Regions from separate parts of the Mus musculus genome. Here regions 1, 2, 4, 5 and 6 are each linked to region 3. Evidence: chromatin contacts called from public ChIA-PET, Hi-C, Micro-C and promoter capture Hi-C data. All regions are on one chromosome and are shown on one strand. The core of a region is the stretch at or near the end of the contact, and the rest is flanking DNA. Distances in the headings are between cores, read along the strand shown.

Evidence for each region. Hi-C and Micro-C count contacts between places; a contact is called where the count stands out from the background. ChIA-PET counts read pairs in DNA pulled down with a chosen protein or histone mark. Capture Hi-C pulls out chosen DNA fragments and counts their contacts.
Region 1: an RNA polymerase II ChIA-PET map of memory CD8 T cells shows a contact between it and region 3, with 31 read pairs. The contact joins the promoter of Aurkaip1 here to the promoter of Nadk in region 3. A contact is called at or near these places in 3 of 115 datasets of contacts at active chromatin or transcription factors (memory CD8 T cells, microglia and pancreatic cancer cells) and 1 of 9 other capture datasets (adipose tissue).
Region 2: a Micro-C map of embryonic stem cells shows a contact between it and region 3, with 5 times the contacts expected there. The contact joins the promoter of Cptp here to the promoter of Nadk in region 3. A contact is called at or near these places in 1 of 484 Hi-C or Micro-C datasets (embryonic stem cells) and 3 of 9 other capture datasets (adipose tissue, liver and pancreatic islet).
Region 4: a contact with region 3 is called in a Hi-C map of muscle stem cells, with 4 times the contacts expected there. The contact joins the promoter of Rer1 here to the promoter of Nadk in region 3. A contact is called at or near these places in 2 of 39 promoter capture datasets (the C10 cell line and erythroid cells), 10 of 484 Hi-C or Micro-C datasets (B cells, centroblasts, cerebellum and 4 more), 4 of 115 datasets of contacts at active chromatin or transcription factors (bone marrow-derived macrophages, large pre-B cells, memory CD8 T cells and 1 more) and 2 of 9 other capture datasets (liver and pancreatic islet).
Region 5: a promoter capture Hi-C map of liver shows a contact between it and region 3. The contact joins the promoter of Pusl1 here to the promoter of Nadk in region 3. A contact is called at or near these places in 2 of 484 Hi-C or Micro-C datasets (CD4 T cells and embryonic stem cells) and 1 of 9 other capture datasets (liver).
Region 6: a contact with region 3 is called in a promoter capture Hi-C map of adipose tissue. The contact joins the promoter of Ube2j2 here to the promoter of Nadk in region 3. A contact is called at or near these places in 1 of 115 datasets of contacts at active chromatin or transcription factors (memory CD8 T cells) and 1 of 9 other capture datasets (adipose tissue).

Annotation. Positions count from the first base shown.
Region 1 is chr4:155,829,897-155,832,596 of GRCm38.p6, forward strand. Aurkaip1 (aurora kinase A interacting protein 1) reads left to right here and starts at 1,373. Exons shown (of 4, transcript NM_025338.4): 1 at 1,373-1,839; 2 at 2,087-2,174; 3 at 2,456-2,700. The coding sequence starts at 2,120.
Region 2 is chr4:155,868,120-155,870,819 of GRCm38.p6, forward strand. It overlaps Cptp (ceramide-1-phosphate transfer protein), which reads right to left and starts at 1,321. Exons shown (of 3, transcript NM_024472.4): 1 at 1,048-1,321. Ints11 (integrator complex subunit 11) reads left to right here and starts at 1,448. Exons shown (of 17, transcript NM_028020.3): 1 at 1,448-1,601. The coding sequence starts at 1,574.
Region 3 is chr4:155,562,436-155,565,135 of GRCm38.p6, forward strand. Nadk (NAD kinase) reads left to right here and starts at 1,380. Exons shown (of 12, transcript NM_001159637.1): 1 at 1,380-1,544.
Region 4 is chr4:155,085,025-155,087,724 of GRCm38.p6, forward strand. It overlaps Rer1 (retention in endoplasmic reticulum sorting receptor 1), which reads right to left and starts at 1,329. Exons shown (of 7, transcript NM_026395.2): 1 at 1,181-1,329. It overlaps Morn1 (MORN repeat containing 1), which reads left to right and starts at 1,553. Exons shown (of 14, transcript NM_001081100.1): 1 at 1,553-1,657; 2 at 2,397-2,468. The coding sequence starts at 1,582.
Region 5 is chr4:155,890,356-155,893,055 of GRCm38.p6, forward strand. Pusl1 (pseudouridylate synthase-like 1) reads right to left here and starts at 1,407. Exons shown (of 8, transcript NM_001033490.1): 1 at 1,276-1,407; 2 at 1,003-1,060; 3 at 697-884; 4 at 398-547; 5 at 144-314. The coding sequence starts at 1,352. Acap3 (ArfGAP with coiled-coil, ankyrin repeat and PH domains 3) reads left to right here and starts at 1,520. Exons shown (of 24, transcript NM_207223.1): 1 at 1,520-2,086. The coding sequence starts at 2,040.
Region 6 is chr4:155,942,429-155,945,128 of GRCm38.p6, forward strand. Ube2j2 (ubiquitin-conjugating enzyme E2J 2) reads left to right here and starts at 1,385. Exons shown (of 8, transcript NM_021402.6): 1 at 1,385-1,722.

The DNA of each region.
Region 1 (2,700 bases), core at 123-2,622, 270 kb after region 3:
TGGCCTTGCAACTCAAAAGAGATCCATCTGACTCTGTTTCCCAAGTGCTGGGATTAAAGGCGTGGGCCACCACCACCCAGGAAAGTATAGGGATCTTAACAAGGTTGGCTTTACTCACCTCCTGGAAGACTAGAAACTTGCTAGTTCCCGGGATTGTGTAAGGAGGATGCTTTGCTTGGTCTCTTTCCAAAACTTGTTTCCACTTGCCCTTTCTCTTATTGTCCCTGACTCTACAAAGACCTGTCCCGATACGGGTTGTTGTGAACATGACCATTTCTCTGATGGATTTATTTACTTTTATTCATCTCCTTGAACCTTTAGTTATGCAATCCAAGGAGAAACACATCAAATAAAAGCTGGCCATGTTGAGGACTGGGAGCACCAAGGTGAGGGCTGGAATCTAGAGACTCCATTTGCCTTTTGTGGCTAAACCCAGGGTGAGAGTCTGAACTAAAGACAGACTAAAATGCATAAACCTTCCTGTTTGGGCTAGCGCAGTGGTTAAGTGCTTGCCACATAAACCCGACAACTTGAATGAGATCCCTGGAATTCACTTCCTTAAATGTGGAAGAAGAGAAATGACTCCATGTGTGCTGTGGCATATGCAGGTGCACATTGTGCCTCCCCTCTCGAAACATCATTAGAAAAGACAAATATCTCCAGCATCCCCTCTCGAAGGTAGGGTACACGCAACATCACTTTGTGACCTCAGTTACACAGCTGGGACGACAGCCTGCAATTTCTGCCCTCTTATTGGTTTATGTAACTTTAGCTAGGTTAATGCCTGAGAATGAGATATTTGGCCACTTTGTGTTAAGAATCCACAGAAATCCCTCATGCGAGGCATACGTAGTTTCTCAAATGAAGGAGAACCCTAGTCTTGCACCCCTGTCCATCGGAGCCAGCAGGACTTTCTGGTCCACACTGAGGTGCAGTGGATTGCTAGGCTCTTGCCAAGGAAAGCAGCAGCCGTATTCTGAAGAAGCTGCTTTTAAGTTTTGGGATAAAAATTAACGTGTGTGTGAGGATATTTAAATTTTTCCTCAGGGGGCTGGTGAGATGGCTCAGTGGGTAAGAGCACCCGACTGCTCTTCCGAAGGTCCGAAGTTCAAATCCCAGCAACCACATGGTGGCTCACAACCATCCGTAATGAGATCTGACTCCCTCTTCTGGAGTGTCTGAAGACAGCTACAGTGTACTTATATATAATAAAAAATAAATAAATCTTTAAAAAAAATTTTTTTTTCCTCAGGGCACACTAAAGAAATTAGGACTTTTTTCACTTGAGATTAGCGGCAGGGTAGGACCGCGGAGCAGGAACAGGGCGGAGTTTCTGAGGCCTCAAGAAGCAGAGCGCCCCATTCTGCAGCCAGCCTATCCCACAGGACTATTAAACGACCTGCCGCCCTAACAGGAGGAGCGCCACTTGTCACTTCCGCAGTCCTACGGTCCATGGCGGTACCCGGAGGCTAACCGGCTTGGGAGAGACGAAAGGAAAAAAATATATATATATATACTGTAAAGTCCGCGTGCACGCAGAGAGCACTCTCCGGGATTGTGGTGGGTGTCGGGTGTGGGCACTTTTTACCCGGAACGTTGTTGCTGCTGGACAACAGCGGCAGGGGAAGCGTCCCCTCCAACCGGAAGCGATCGCCTTCGGGCACGCAAGGATCGAGTTAGCGCAGAGCCGGGCACCAGAGGGCGCTGCGTAGGACCAGGGACCGGAAGTGGTCGAGGTCAGAGGCGACCTGATCGGTCCTAACTTCCGGGATTCGGTGGGCCTGTTGCGGGGCTCAGATGATGAGCGGCGGCGGAGCTCGCTTGGCCTGCGTCTGTTTGGTGCGTGCGAGCGTCGATATCGTCCTGCGCTGTGGGTTTCGCTGCCTGAGCGGGAACCGTGGGTGGGCGGCTTACAGCGACCACGCTGGTGGAGAGAAGTAGGGACAGGATTTGCGCTCAGAGCGACTTTTGAAGATGTCTCCTTATCGCGGGTCAGGGGGACCCAGGGTGATGGGATATGCGAGGCCTGCGGCCGAGAGCACTGCCCGTCGCCGCTGCGTGACCTCAGCTGGTTCCTGTGTTCTAGCTTTGAGCGCTGCCGCCGGACCAACTGCTCACCATGTTCCTGGCGCGCCTGACTTCACGGCTGGCCAGGACTGTTGTTCCCTGGGCAGGTAAGACGCCCCTGGACGCGGAATCCACACCTGACTTGGGGATGGGAATCATCGCGGCCCAGCTCGCCTTCAGTAGTCTCCTGTCGCTACTGGGAATAAGAGCCTGGGCACAAACCTTTTCCTGCGAGCTTGCATGTAGTATGTAGGAGCACATCACAACTCCAGACGGAAGGATAAGGGGCAGGCCTTACCATTTGGGTCTACATGTTGCCCTAGCCTGGGTAGTAGTGGTGTTCTGATCTGCTGTGATGGCACTAGTAGCAACTGTGTTGTTTCCCCAGGTTTCAGTCGTTCCTGCCCTGGCTCCGGGGTGATTGGCAGCTATGCTTTTCGACCCCTTTACAGTTTGCAGCCTGCAAGCCCAAGTCGGGCTGCCTCCCTCCCTGGTAAGAGGACCCAGTCAGAGCTTGAGGAGTTCCTGGTCCCCAGGAAGATGGCCATCAGTCCTCTAGAGAGCTGGCTGACTGCTCAATACTTATTGCCCAGACGGAATGTCGAGGTCCCAGTGACTCTGGCTCCCTCCCAG
Region 2 (2,700 bases), core at 71-2,570, 310 kb after region 3:
CTCTTGTATGCTGGACAGGTAATAGCCTAGGCAGGCCTTTAACTTTCTTTTTTAATTTGTTTTTTCAAGACAAGATTTCTCTGTGTAACCCTGGCTGTCCTGGAGCTTACTCTGTAAATCAGGCTGATCTTGAACTCAGATCTGCCTGTCTGGGATTAAAGTGCTGGGGTTAAAGGTGTGTGCCACCATGTCAAACTAGGCCTTTTACTTTCAATCTTTCTGCTTCCCGAGTAGCTAGAACTACAAGTTTGTGCCACTAGGCTCCTTTTGTGTTCACATGTTGGATGGGTCACTCTAAGCACCCAGTCCCTACCTTTCCTGCTATCTTAACAGCCTTGCCTTGATGTCCAGGACCAACTCTGTGGGATGTGGCTGCATTACACTTATGTCCAACACTTACCACCAGTCCTGGAGATTCTTGTGGATTCCTGCCTTAACCTCTGTACCATCAGGCCTTCAAAAACCCACCCCTATCCAGTGTGCAACGTATCTGTGTGCAAGTTTTTTCTTTCCTTCACACAGTCCTAGGTCTCAGTCCTTCAGCTCTGGGAGTGTGGTCTACATGTCTCCCCGGTCCATGTAAATGGTGACAGGGCCTCATGGGTTGGACTGGATGCCTGTCGCAAGTTCCAGACTTAGGAGATGGGCTCACCTTGTGTTTAGGTGTCAGGGACAGCCCCGCCTGGGCCTCAAAGTTGGCGACGCCCAGAATCTTGCGATACACCCTCGGCCTGTTTGCTGTCCCGTGGGTCAATAGTCTCTATGCCGCCCCCCTCACCCCAGTTCTTTTTTGGCCACCTAACAATCCTGCGGCCAGGCCTTCCTGCCCAGAGCCTGAGCCAAGTAGCCTCTTAGAACTGTCCGCGGTAAACCCGGAAAGAACAGGAAGGGAGAGCAGCTCGCCAGCTCCCGGAAGGTGATCCAGCTCCCTCTGATGATCAAGCTAAACAGGATGGACAGCCGGGCAAAGGCCCACAAGCTGGCACCCAGCATACACCTAGGCGTAGCAGCAAGCCAGGGTGGTGCAGAGAAGTCTACAAATCTCACCTGAGATGGGTTCCGATGGTGGGGGAGTGGTGGTCTCTACTCCCGCGGAGGGCAAAGGGTGCAGCAGAGGCCAGCGATGGGGAGGGTTGATCAAAGCTACAATTAGGCTGCTGTGGGAGACGATTCTTTGCCAGTCCGCCCCGGTGGTGTACAGAGACGTGGCTCTGCCGCCTGGTTCACGTCAGGTAAGGGTCCCCGTCCCCATGCTTTCCCCTCAAGCTCGGAGCCTGCGGTTGAGCAGAAACCTGGAGCTGCAACCCAAAGTCCAGCCTCTGCCCCGCCCTCCGCTGCCCCGCCAGCCATCCCAATTGGTTGCTGATCATCCAATTAGAACTCGACATATCCGCCTGCGTTTCCGGCGCGAGGGCAGGAAGGGGGCGGTCTCGGCGGTTGCGCCTGCGCGCAGTGCGGAGGGACTCGCCGCGGCCGGGCGTCTGATGTGAGCGCGCGCGGGGTCTGCCTGCGGCTCTCCTGCGGGCGGTGCACGCGAGCCGTGGAGCCGTGGTTCGAGGCGACCTCCCTGACCATGCCCGAGATTAGGGTCACTCCCTTGGGTGAGTCCGAGTCCTAAGCATCTTCCGCGGCGTCCGGAGAGTCGGATGGGTCCCTTCATCTCCGTAGCCGTTTGATCATCTGCTCGTCCCAGGGAGCGGAAGCCGGAGTAGACAGTTTCAGAGCCAGTGCCTCCCTTTTCTCTGTCTGGCACGGGGGGTCGACGAGATGTGGGTTTGATTCCTGGTCCTAGAGCTCGATATGAGTCACGGAGGGCCAGCTTCTGTACCTGGGCTGCTTACGATGGTCGTGAGGTGAAATGAGCCTCGCCTGTCGGTGGTGTTGAATCCAGCACAGAAATCGTCCTGGCGACTTTCCGCTCCTGCATTTGGACGGTTGTTTCAAAGCCCCTCTTACTTCTGCTCACCACCACTACCACCACCACCACCACCCCCAAGCGCTTCTTCATGTTCAGGTTGCTTGCTATCCTTCAGATCAGTAACCAGTCTTTGTGTCTGGTCTATCCCGAATTGTTAAAAGTATATTTGTTCATCGTAGAAAACATAGATCTAGACCTCTAAGATCACCAATAGCATAGGATGGCTGTGAAAGAGAAAACAACCGTTTGAAATCTGGGGTTTCGCTGGGCGGTGGTGGTGCACGCCTTTAATCCCAGCACTTGGGAGGCAGAGGCAGGCGGATTTCTGAGTTCGAGGCCAGCCTGGTCTACAGAGTGAGTTCCAGGACAGTCAGGGCTACACAGAGAAACCCTGTCTCGAAAAACCAAACAAACAAAGAAAAAAACCTGGGGTTTCAGAACCTCCCAAATGTCCCTGGGTTTTACTTCCTGCATGTGTGCAGGGTGTGGGGAGCACTTTCCTATTCATGGTCCCGGTCTCTAGGTCATCTTGGCTAAAACTTCGAGTCTTCTCAACTCACTGCATCACAGGGCCTTAGCAGACGCAACTTCTCATACTGTTTTTTTGTTTTTGTTTTTTTGTCTTGTTTGGTTGGTTGGTTTTTCGAGACAGGGTTTCTCTGTGTAGCCCTAGCTGTCCTGGAACTCACTCTGTAGATCTCATACTGACTAAATACTAATTAGCTTAAACGATGAAGCATATTCATTGACCTGGCTCCCCAATGCCCCCTACCACCACTGGG
Region 3 (2,700 bases), core at 130-2,629:
GAACATCCTGACTGCAGCAGGTATGGGGGGCTGTGGGGAAGCGTGGAGATTGGGCTATACAGGAAGGGCAATAGTGTGAACATCTTAAAACTACAGTGCTGGGAGTCGGGACTGCGAAAACACCTACTGGTGCACTGTGCACACTGGTGGATATCAATGCACGAGCATGTCCACCAGTTCAGCATATCCCTGGCTCAGCTACAAAGTCGGTGGCCTCCCTCTTTCCCTCCTTACAGCTGTGGGTGAGGCACGCTATTTACACAGTCGCTTCTCAACTATCAAGACTTTGTTTTTCTTTTTGAGATAGGGTCTCTAACTATGGTACCCCTGGCTGGCCTCGAATTCCTAGAAATCCGGAGCTCTCATCTCTGGGATTAAAGTAGTGAACCATTGTATCAACCAGCTGTCAGGTTTGTTACTTTCAGGCTCAAGTCCTTGCCAGTTGCCAAAGGGTGTCAGGTCACTGCTGGTGGGCCTGAGAGCCATATGAGCGCTGTCACCCGAGTTCTGCTTCTGAAAGATACCAGGTCCATGCGCTGGACATTAAGAACAACGTGGGAACAGGAGCCTGGCACGAAGCCCACCTTCCCACAAAGCTGGCCCGCGTTGTCCACATGGTCCTGGAGACCTCGCCAGCAAAAAGCAAACTGAGTGTGACGTAGGACAGGAATAAAGATCAGACCGCGAGGCAAGGAGGCAAAAGAAAGAAAGAAAGAAAGAAAGAAAGAAAGAAAGAAAGAAAGAAAGAAAGAAAGAAAGAAAGAAAGAAAGAAAGAAAGAAAAGGGAGAGAATCTGGTGGTTTTCTCTGTTGCTGCTGGGACTGAGCTTTTTGCCCCTCCTCGGTTACTCTTTTTTTTTTCTTTTTTTCTTTTTTTTCTCCCTCACCCTCTGCCCCGCCTCCCCTTCCGCCCCGACTCCTCCACCCTTTGGCCCCGCCCACTCTCCCGATCTTCCCCTTCCCTCCGGCTTAGTCTCCTTAGTTCCGTCCCTTTCCAGCTCTGCCCTCTTGCGACCTGTCCCTCCCACTCTGCCTGCCCCTTCTCCTACCCGTCTGCCCCTCCCCTTTCTCCAACCTTGGCCCCACCCCCCCGTGCTGTCTTCCGCTCCTTGTCCCCATCCCATTCCGCTATGCCCTGTTTCAGTTCCTTTGCCCCGCCTCCTACTCCTGTGTCCCGCCCACTTCCTCTCGGCCCCGCCTCCCCTTTGCCTCGCCCCTCCCTCTTCACGTCTCCCACCCCCCACCCCACCCCCCAGCCTCTGATCCTTGGCCTACAAAGGGTTTTGAAAAACCCGAAGTTTGCGTGCACGCCTGTGTAGGTGCGGCTGCGCCGCTCTCCCCACGTGCCCTGCAGCGCATGCGTGCGGGCTGCGCTTGCGCACTGACAGCCGCGGCGCAGCGGGGCTTGGTGGTGCCGGTCTCTGGACCGAGCGGCCATGGGGTGGCGGGCGGCTGGGTCGCTGAGAGCCAGGTAGCAGTAGGGCAGCAGGGACCGCCTGCTCGGCCCAGCATGTAGACGTCCACGCGGGCGCGCGGCAGCCGACGGTGAGTGCGGGGCCTGGGGTCGCCCTCTGCCCGGCGTCACTGGCCGGGACCCGTGAAGACAGGGTCACGGCGCCGGCCCTGCCCACCTGCCCGAGGCCGGGCGCTGGTGGCTCTGACGCGCCTCCCTGCGTCCGAACGTGGGTTGCAGCCAGGATGACGCGTGGTCTCGGGGAAGGAGCCTAAGGGACAGGTCTGAAGATCTGGTCCGGCCTTGGGTTTAGGGGGACGAGTCAGAGGTTCGGGTCCCGGGAGAAGCCATGTAGGCCGCCGTTCTGTTCTAAGCCAGTTCAGCGCGCAGCACCGCAGCCGAATCGGCTCCATTGGTCTTCCAGTGGGGCCTTAGCAAGCGCCAGAGACCTTGGCATGTGGGCAAAGTAGTCAGACGAGCGTTTTGTAAGCAATCGAGGTGTGAAACTCTCCAAAACCCCATCGTAAACTTGGTATCCAGTACTTGCCAGGAGCTTCCAAAGTCCTGAAGAGTCCATGGAGATGTTCCTAGAGGCTGCTGCCTCTCAGGATGTCACACTCACAGGCCGCTTGTCTTGGCCTCTGGCAGGTTTCTTCGTTATGGGAACAGGGCGTGCCCAGCGCAGTCCCAGGATCTGCCTTTGCTTGGCCAAGATCCGGCGTCTCTTTCCAGCTCTCCCAAGCAATGGGCTTTCTCCTGGCATTGATTCTGAATAGCGACTTGTTTTTCCTTTCTTGTTTGGGAAACTCTCTGTTTTGGTTCAAAACTTATTCGTTTGGCTTGCCTCTTGAGAAGAGTGTTATTCAAACTTATATTCATTGGTTTCATGTATCACTGTCAGTTTCCACGGGCCGGAAAGCTGGCATCCTCGCCTTGGTAATTAAAAGCACGGCACCTTCCCTCTGAACGTATTTGTCCTCAGCAGTGACTTCACTGTGACTTACACTGCCCATCTTGGGCTCTGGGACAGCCACGGGTGCCAATATACAGTATGACCAGGTAGCTTCTTCATTTGGAGGTGGCATCTCAGAATGCTTCTGCATTTTCTTCTTTGTAGATTTATTTATTAAAAACGATGCAGTTTTATTCATTTTTTTTCTTTTTCATCTTGTTTGAAGTGCTACAGGTCCAGCCCAGATCCTCACACAAGTGCTGTCCCACTGAGCCACAATCCATCCCCCACCCCTC
Region 4 (2,700 bases), core at 79-2,578, 480 kb before region 3:
CTATGCTCTGTCACAAAAAAAAAAAAAACAAGACAAAAACTGTTCTAAGGGGGACAAGTACCACACACAGAACATTACCCCCGTGTTCTGGAGCCCATCATTTGTCTAGTTTCTGCAATCCATCACTCCTAAATTAGTAATACACCACAGAGAAGAAAGCGCTCTGCACAGCATCTGGGGGTCGCTGCCTCTTGCACCTGCATGCCTCAAGAGTTGTTCCCTGTCAACCCTTCCAGACCCTGCCCCTCTGAGTCCTTCCCTCTCTGGGCCCCTCTCACCTTTGGGGGTGGGGTGGGAAATGATCATCTTGGATCATCCCCAGCCCTTTCTCTATGTTCTACCTCCACCGCAACCAGTTCCCCAACACACAACCTGGATCTAAGGGGCTGAGTATGGGTTTACTGATGCTCTTCTGAGCACCTTAATGAGGGTTAAAAAAAAAAAAAAAACTCACATCAAAAAAACAGGCAGTTCCAAGACGTATAACTAGTCTCTAAGTCTTCCCCCCGCCCCCAACAGGGTTGCTCCATGTAGACCAGGCTAGCCTCAAACTCACAGCCTCTGCCTCACATAAAGGCGTGCACCACCACCTCCTGGATAGTATCTGTTATTAAGAACTAAGAAAGAAAAGCCACTGGGGGTTCTCAATGTGGAAGTATGAAGCCCTCTTGCACTGATACCCTGCTAAGGGAGACAATGTAGCCTTATCTGCTCCACGCTGGAAGTACAGCCTGGAGGGCTGGACATTTTACTGCCTTAATGTCACCATATAATCTAGACCCATTTAACCAGCACCCCTTCGATCCATTCAGTAACTGTCTTCGCGCTCGGGCTTAATTCCTACACGTGTGCCCCGAAACTGAACACGGTAGTGGGGTAGCAAGAGGACACCTAACACATGCCGCCTGGATCTGTGCAGGCAACAACAGGCCACCTTCCTCCACGACCTGGGGCCGGGGGGTCGGGGCGGCGCGCGAGCCGCGGCGGGCAGCGCTCAGCAGTCCCCTCGCGCACCCCTCTCGGAGATCGGCCCGCCCCTGGCAACCCCTCGCCAGGCTCAAAGGCGCTGCCCGGCCCCGCCCGCCCGCCGCCCGCCGGCTCGCCCGTGGCCTTGACAGCCCAGAGGAAGGCGGTGGTGTGCCGCCCGACCAGGTCCGCGCCACCAGCCCACCCCCAGCACCTCGCAGCTCCGGTGCAGCCGAGCCGCGGTCTCCCTCACGGCTGCGGAAGGAGGATGGCGGGCAGGGCGGCCGCCAGAGCTCGGCTCCGGATCCGGGAAGCTGCACAGGCACTTCCGTTCCGTCCCGCGGCGCCTCCAGCCGCCAAGATGGCCGCGGGGCGGGGCCCAAGCTCCAACCATTTCCGCTTCCGGTATGGACGCAGAGGCCGTTGGCGGGAGCGCTTCCCGGCGGAAGGACGGGGTTGGCGGAAACGTGCCGTGGTGCACAGGCGCATTGACGTCCTCAGGCTCCGGATCCGGCGCCGCTGCTTCGGATGTTATGGTCTCCTGGCCACGCCCCATGGCAACCGGAGGCCAATGGAAGGCAGCTTTATGGTTGCTAGGGAAACTTTGGCGGCAAGATGGAGGCAGCTGGCGATCCCTACCAGGCTTCGCTCCAGCCGCGTCGGCACTCGCCGAGACTGCCGCCGCGAAACGGTACGGGCTGCGTCTCCCCGCTGGAGCTCCGTCGCGTTCGCGTGCTCCACAGGCGTGGTCCAGGCTGCAGGCTCACGGCCAGCCGACCCTGCGTCAGGGGGGGCAGGTAGAGCTGAGGTCAGGCTGGCTGGGTGAGCACACGAGGTTCGCCCAATGCAGTCTGATGAAAAGTTGTTCTAAAACCGGAGAAACAGGATCGATATGAGGTCAGAGTCCATGCTAGTGCCACTGTCTTCCCGTCCCAGGCTGCGACTTGCTGGCAAGAAAGCAGTGGGGTTGCTTATCCATCTCAGGAACTGAGAGATGGGTGTTGGGTGTGATGTCTCAGAGCTGGCTGCGTGATAAAAGATGAGGCAGCCAGGAGTAATTAGGAGTGAGTGTGGATTTTTGTCCCGTGGGGACAGGAGGATAGTGACGGTCCTGGCAGGGTGGGCTCTTTGCTGTATCCTCACGGAGCTTGTTGACTGCTTCCGTGCCCTCACCGCCTCCTCTTAAAGAGCCTACAATCAGCTTTTGTCTTAGCCCTCCTCTGGCCAGGCCTGCCTTTCCCTCAGTACTATCCATGTAACAAAACCCAAGCAAGGGAGAGGGAGCACCCATCTTGAGCAATTAACCATCCTGTCATGTTCAAGAGACTGATGAGAAATGACCTGCAGACTACTCCAGACCCTGAGCTGCCCCATCTCTGTGTCTGTTGATGGCAAACCATTGCTATGTTCATCTTCTTTTCCGAACACAGGCTATGGCGTATATGTATACCCAAATTCTTTCTTCCGCTATGAAGGAGAATGGAAGGGAGGCAAGAAACACGGTAAGAAGCCTGTGATCATTGCAGAGCTCATTCCAGAGCCAGATTCCTGAGAAAAGGTGTGGGAGGCAGTCAGTCTTGTACCAAGCATAGCCTGGTACTGCGCCTGCACACTGGGACTACCACTTGGACCCAGTCATGGTGGAACCAATGTAAGACCAATTCTTGTAGGCTTGGAGGTCATCACATGCTGGTGGGTGGTGGAACTATTGGTGGGAGGGAAAGAGTGGGGCAG
Region 5 (2,700 bases), core at 157-2,656, 330 kb after region 3:
TTTCTGGCTCACCTTCTTACACCCTCTAGGCCCAATGGATGTGCAATATACCCATTTAGCATCATCTCACTTTTATTGAGGTATTATGAGTAATGACCCTGGTGGCCTCTAGTCCTGGCATAGTGAAAGGCTAGTCGTCTCACCTGCTCCCCTCGGGGAGGACAAATGGGCTGGCTGGACCAGGTGACACTGAGACTCTTCGAAGTGTGCGTACAGTATTTGTGACTGGGCTGCCAGCAGACTGGAAGGCACTAAAATCATGTGTCCCGAGGAGGTGCTGGGCAGCCTCCTGCATGGCCGCCATATCCAGGTACCTGCAGAGCCAAATGAGCATTATTGAGGAGAGCCCAGGCAGATGGATGGTGAGCCATTTTCTTCCCATTCTTAGCTCACTCACTCTGTCTGCAGAGCCCAGCATACATTTTGTTCAAACACAGGCAGTTGATTAGGCCAGGAGCAGCCTGTGGCCAGACGATATTGGTAGGTCCTGGAGGTGGCTGCGTGTCGAGCGTGGAAGTCGTTGGGCACTCGGAAGGCCTTCAGTACACTGTGGCAAGCAGATCTGGCTCATCCCAGGAATGAGTATGCCCAACTGTCCACACAGCACTATGGAAATCTCTGCCTCCCACCACAGTGGGGTGCAATGGTAAAAGACAAAAAAAAAAGCCCAGAACCATACCAAAACCCCGGGCTCACCGAATGGCCGGGTGCTTCAGGTGGGTGTTGAGGGCCTTGGCCACGACCTCCGGGGAGAAAGGCGACTGCCCTGGGCGGCGCTGGATGTCCAGGTGCGCCGCGTTGCTCAGGGCATGCACCCCGGCATCGGTGCGGCTAGAGATGGTGAACCTGACCGGGTCGACAGAGTTCAGCCGCTTGGCAGCCTCCTGCGGGAACCGTACAGGCGGCTGCCACATCGATGGCCGGAGTCCGTGGAATAGGAGGAGGAGAGTGGGTAGGGGTTGGAGCTGCCGACTGCTTCTTCCTCCCCAAACCGGTCCTCACCTCCAGGAAGTTCAGCACCCCAACAGCGCGCGGATTGCCCCTCACGGCCGCAACCCCACTGCGGAGAGAAACAGGAAGGAATTATCTGCGGTGTCTGTGGACGCTGTCCCGCCAGGGGTCTCGGCGCCCAGGCGCGTGGGTTCGGTGCAGGCCACTGTGTTCCTCGGCTCCTAAAATCCCGCATCCCGAGACCGATCGCGCCCGTCCTGGTCACCTCGCGGACTTCCCGCGAGGCCGAGTGGAGAACGCGGGGGTAACAGCGGGAAAACGTACTTGAAGTCAGTGCCCAAGTACTGCAAGAACACAAGGTAGCGCGCACGCACCGAGCCCACCGCCCCGCAGGAGCCCATATTTGAGCGGGCGGGGCGCTTGCACGTGGCCCGCGGTCGACCCAGCCCAGCAGGGACGGCGCCTGCGCACTGACTCGGTCCGCCCCGCCTGAATGGAGAGGCGGGGGCGGAGCCAAGCTTAGGGATCGGGTGCAAAGTGCGGTCCTCTAGAGCCGGCTATGTTTCCTGTCCTCGGCCTCACAGGGGCGCGATGATGGGTCGCTTCCGCACAAGCGACCTTAATTCGTTCACTCCCGATCTCCCCGCCGCCGTCGCGGAGTGTGTCCGTCGGCAGCATTCCAGCCGAGTTCACCACCGCCGTGATGCCTGAAGTGGGCGAGCCGTGCCCTTCCCTGTCCCGCGACCGAGCCAAACCACTCCGAAGCCCAACCGCCGAGGCCGGCCCAGCTCCCAGACCGTGGTGACCGAGGACAGAGCGCAGCGACAGGCGAGGGGATGCAGCGGCGCTTTTAGCGACGCTCCCCGGAGGTGACAGCGGGTGGCGCAGGCAGAGGCTGACTTTGGCGACGCTCCCCAGCGGTGACAGGCGGGGCGGGGCCGCGGCGCGCCGGGCTCAGACCGAGGCGGGCAGGCGGGCGGGCGGGCGCGGAGCGCAGCTCGGCGCGGGCGCCACAGACGGTCCACGGGCCGGGGATGCCGCTCGACGCGCCTTGGTCCTCCGCACAGTGAGCACCGCTCGCCGCAGCCATGACGGTAGAGTTCGAGGAATGCATCAAGGACTCGCCGCGCTTCAGGTGTGCTGCGGGCCCGGGGTAGGGCGCGGGCGGGGATGGGGAGCCGCCTTTGTGCCGGAGGCGGGCAAGGGGTGTCCAGCGTGGTGACCGCTCCGAGTCCACCTGGACGGAGCAGAAGACCTGGCACGGACAAACCGGCGGGAGCCGGAGTCGCGGTCCCCTAGCTGCGCAGCTCCGCCTCCGGCCTCGGGGGACCGGAACAAAAGACGCCCCTGTGCTGATCACCTCGCGCGCGGGGGTGAGTGTGCAGACCGCCTTGGGCAGCTGTGTGTCACTGGGCATTTGCGTCCAGTGCCATCTCTAGAACTGTCCACCCTTCTTTGTGTGTATGCTCTGGTGTGCCACAAGTACTGGGCTCCTCCTTGGCCCTGTAGTCCAATTCTGGCTAGGATTGTCTGGCACCCTGCTTGGTCTCTATCTTGATCCGTATGTCCAGAGCAGTGTATGGGTGCAACCAGCCGGAGCCATCAGGGCCTGAGATAGACACCTTGGTGAGAGTTAACGGATGTATGAGTGACCCAGGAGCCTGAAGGGGTAGAGGCTGTAAGGATGAGGAAGTCGTGTTTAGGTGGAAGGGTATGGGCCTTATTCACCTATGGGTTTGTTTCTTTTAT
Region 6 (2,700 bases), core at 135-2,634, 380 kb after region 3:
TACTTCAATTTGTACGCACAAATTGACTTGCTAAAGATGCCTTTTTTTTTTTTTTTCCAAGACAGGGTTTCTCTGTGTAGCCCTGGCTGTCCTGGAACTCACCTTGTAGACTGAACTCAGAAATCCGCCTGCCTCTGCCTTCCCAGTGCTGGGATCAAAGGCATGCGCCACCACCGCCCGGGTCTAAAAATGCCTGTTGTGTAACAATATATAGGCTTTGCAATGTGGATTCTGGATTCAGTCCTGCAAAGGCTGAGCCTCCTGCTGCTAAGAATCCTTAATTCATCCTGCAGTGTCTCTCTTCCAGTGTGTTGTAACCCGGAATACTGACACCTACCACATCTGACTTGGCTTTCTGGAACCTGTACACAGAGTTCACAGGCAAATGAAGGGAAGGTGCTGGGTCAAGGACGCAGGGTGTGTGTGTGTGTGTGTGTGTGTGTGTGTGTGTGTGTGTGTGTGTGTGATGTTATCTCACCAACATAAGAACAAACTTTAGCATTCGATTCTAGGAATGCAACAGTGAGGCAGCAGTGTGTGCAGGGAGAGCTGGAGAAGTCTGGATCTCTATCAGCCTCCTCAGCCCAGATTCTCCAGCTGTCAGGGCCCAAACTAGTATTTAGAACATCCCTACTGGCAGCCTCCTGTCTCAGCACCAGCCAGATAGTCTGGCCAAAAGACCAAGCTGTACCGCCTCCCCTCCCCAGGGCCAGGAAGGAGGCGGAGGGAGAGGGGAAACCCGTCTTAGAGCAATGTCCTCGAGCATAAAGATGGTATTCAAGAACTGATTGGGAAACTTGGTGCGGAAACACAGGGACTCTTTTTATGAGGACGGCTGTTCCCGGGGCTGGGGGTCTGCCGCGGGCTTGGAGTGCGGGATACGCCTATGCCCATCATTGGCTCCGTACACGGGGATCTTCGTGGCTATAGGGGCAGCGAGGGAGAACTGAGTGAACCTCCAGCTCGGAATTTAACTGTGTTTAGAGCAGACAAGAGTGCATCCTGGGCCAGAAGGTGGCCGGTGGCCCTAATTCGTTGTGAACTCATGGGTCATCTTTTCTCTGGGGCTGGCCTCCCTGACTGGCCCTGATTTGGGGTCGGGAGCACTGCGGGATTTCTGCAGCCACTTACTGGTTCCTGGAGTGCCGGCCAGACAGTACGAAGTCTTGGGAGTGTCTAGCCCAGTTTCCCGACACAGGAGCCACAACCCCCTCCCCCGAGCTATTCTCTAGTGCGCACGCGTCAGCAACCCTTTGCGCAGTAGCCGGACACAACCATTAGCCAAAAACCCGAGACTGACCTGAGCCAGCTAGGAACTGACAGTGGAGCCTCCACCAAGCTGCCTAGCGGAGCGCTTCCACCCGCGGACAGCGCACCGGAAGCGGAAGCGGAAGCGGGCCTAGGCCGTCCCCGGAGCGGCCATCTTGGAGGCTGAGCGGCGGTAGCGGCGGCGAGGCTGCTTGCGGCGGGTGCGGTGGGCCGAGTCCCAGCGCGGGTGCGGCTCACGGCGCGGGCCCCACTCTTCCGCACCCTGCTCTGGCCTCGACCACGGCGAACCTGAACGCGGCCGCGGCCTCAGGGAGAGGTGAGCGCTCGCGGGCTGCGCGGGGCCTCGGGCCGCTCGTTCGCCCCGCCGGAGCCGGCTGCAGCGGCGGGCGGGGACGCGGGGACGCCACACGTCGGGTCCCGTTGGTTACGTCGCCGGCTGTGCCCGGACCCGAGGTCGGTTACTGAGGGCGCTCGGGGTTCCTGTCGGGGGCGGGTTAGGGGTTTTGTTTGCCGCGCGGCGGATTCTCTCACGGACGCTCGGAAGACTCCGAGGAGGAGCCAGGTTTGATCTTTAAAAAAACGTATCCCGTGAGTTTGTTGTGGGGTGGTAGCCGTTGAGTGGCCCCCTTTCATCGCGATCAGTTAGAACCCCAGGCTGCTTAATAGACCCCAACAGGGGCGAGCGTGTCCGCGGTTACGCCCTTGAGGGTAATGCAACAAAACCTTGGGCAGTAAGAGTGGGGCTTGGGCCCGTTTCGGGGGTCGGGGTGAGGACGGCCGATGCTTATTCTCCACCTCTGCTAACTGCGGACTCTCAGCCAGTGACCTCACTTCCTTCTTAGTGGACATCATCACTTAGCTGTGTGTTTAACCTCAGTCAAGCTCTCAACGTCATCAGATCCAGATAGACCAGGAAGAGAAAAGAGCAGAGTTCACTGTAAGCTAACAAGTGCATAAGAATGTACCTTTCTGCAAGTAGTGATACAGGGCTTTATTCATGGCCAGGTGTGTGTAATGGGGGGGGAAAAAGGATTTTAGGATTGTATTTCATTATAAAGTCCCGCGTATGATCTTCAGCCGGAGATAGGTCTAGGTTCCTAGAACTTGGAGTCAGTCCTCTGCAACATCATTGTCTTCCTGTACTCGGCGTCAGTTCAGTTCTCGGTGTGTGTGAGAAAGTGGTGCTAAGGCTGTTTATTGTGAGCTTCTGGCTTCCTTCAGCCCGTGGAGTAATCCTGGAGAAGGTAAAACTCCCTGAAAATCCTGGCCTTGGGTGTGTCATGTGCCCTTCTGACCATCTGTCAGGCCAAGGTCTTAATTCCCCACCGTCACCTAACCTGTGTGGAGTGTTGTGGGAGAGAGATGTCCAAAAGGAAAAAGAACTACCACCTTGGCACGGTGATGAGGGACTGACAAGAGACTCTTCTGCTG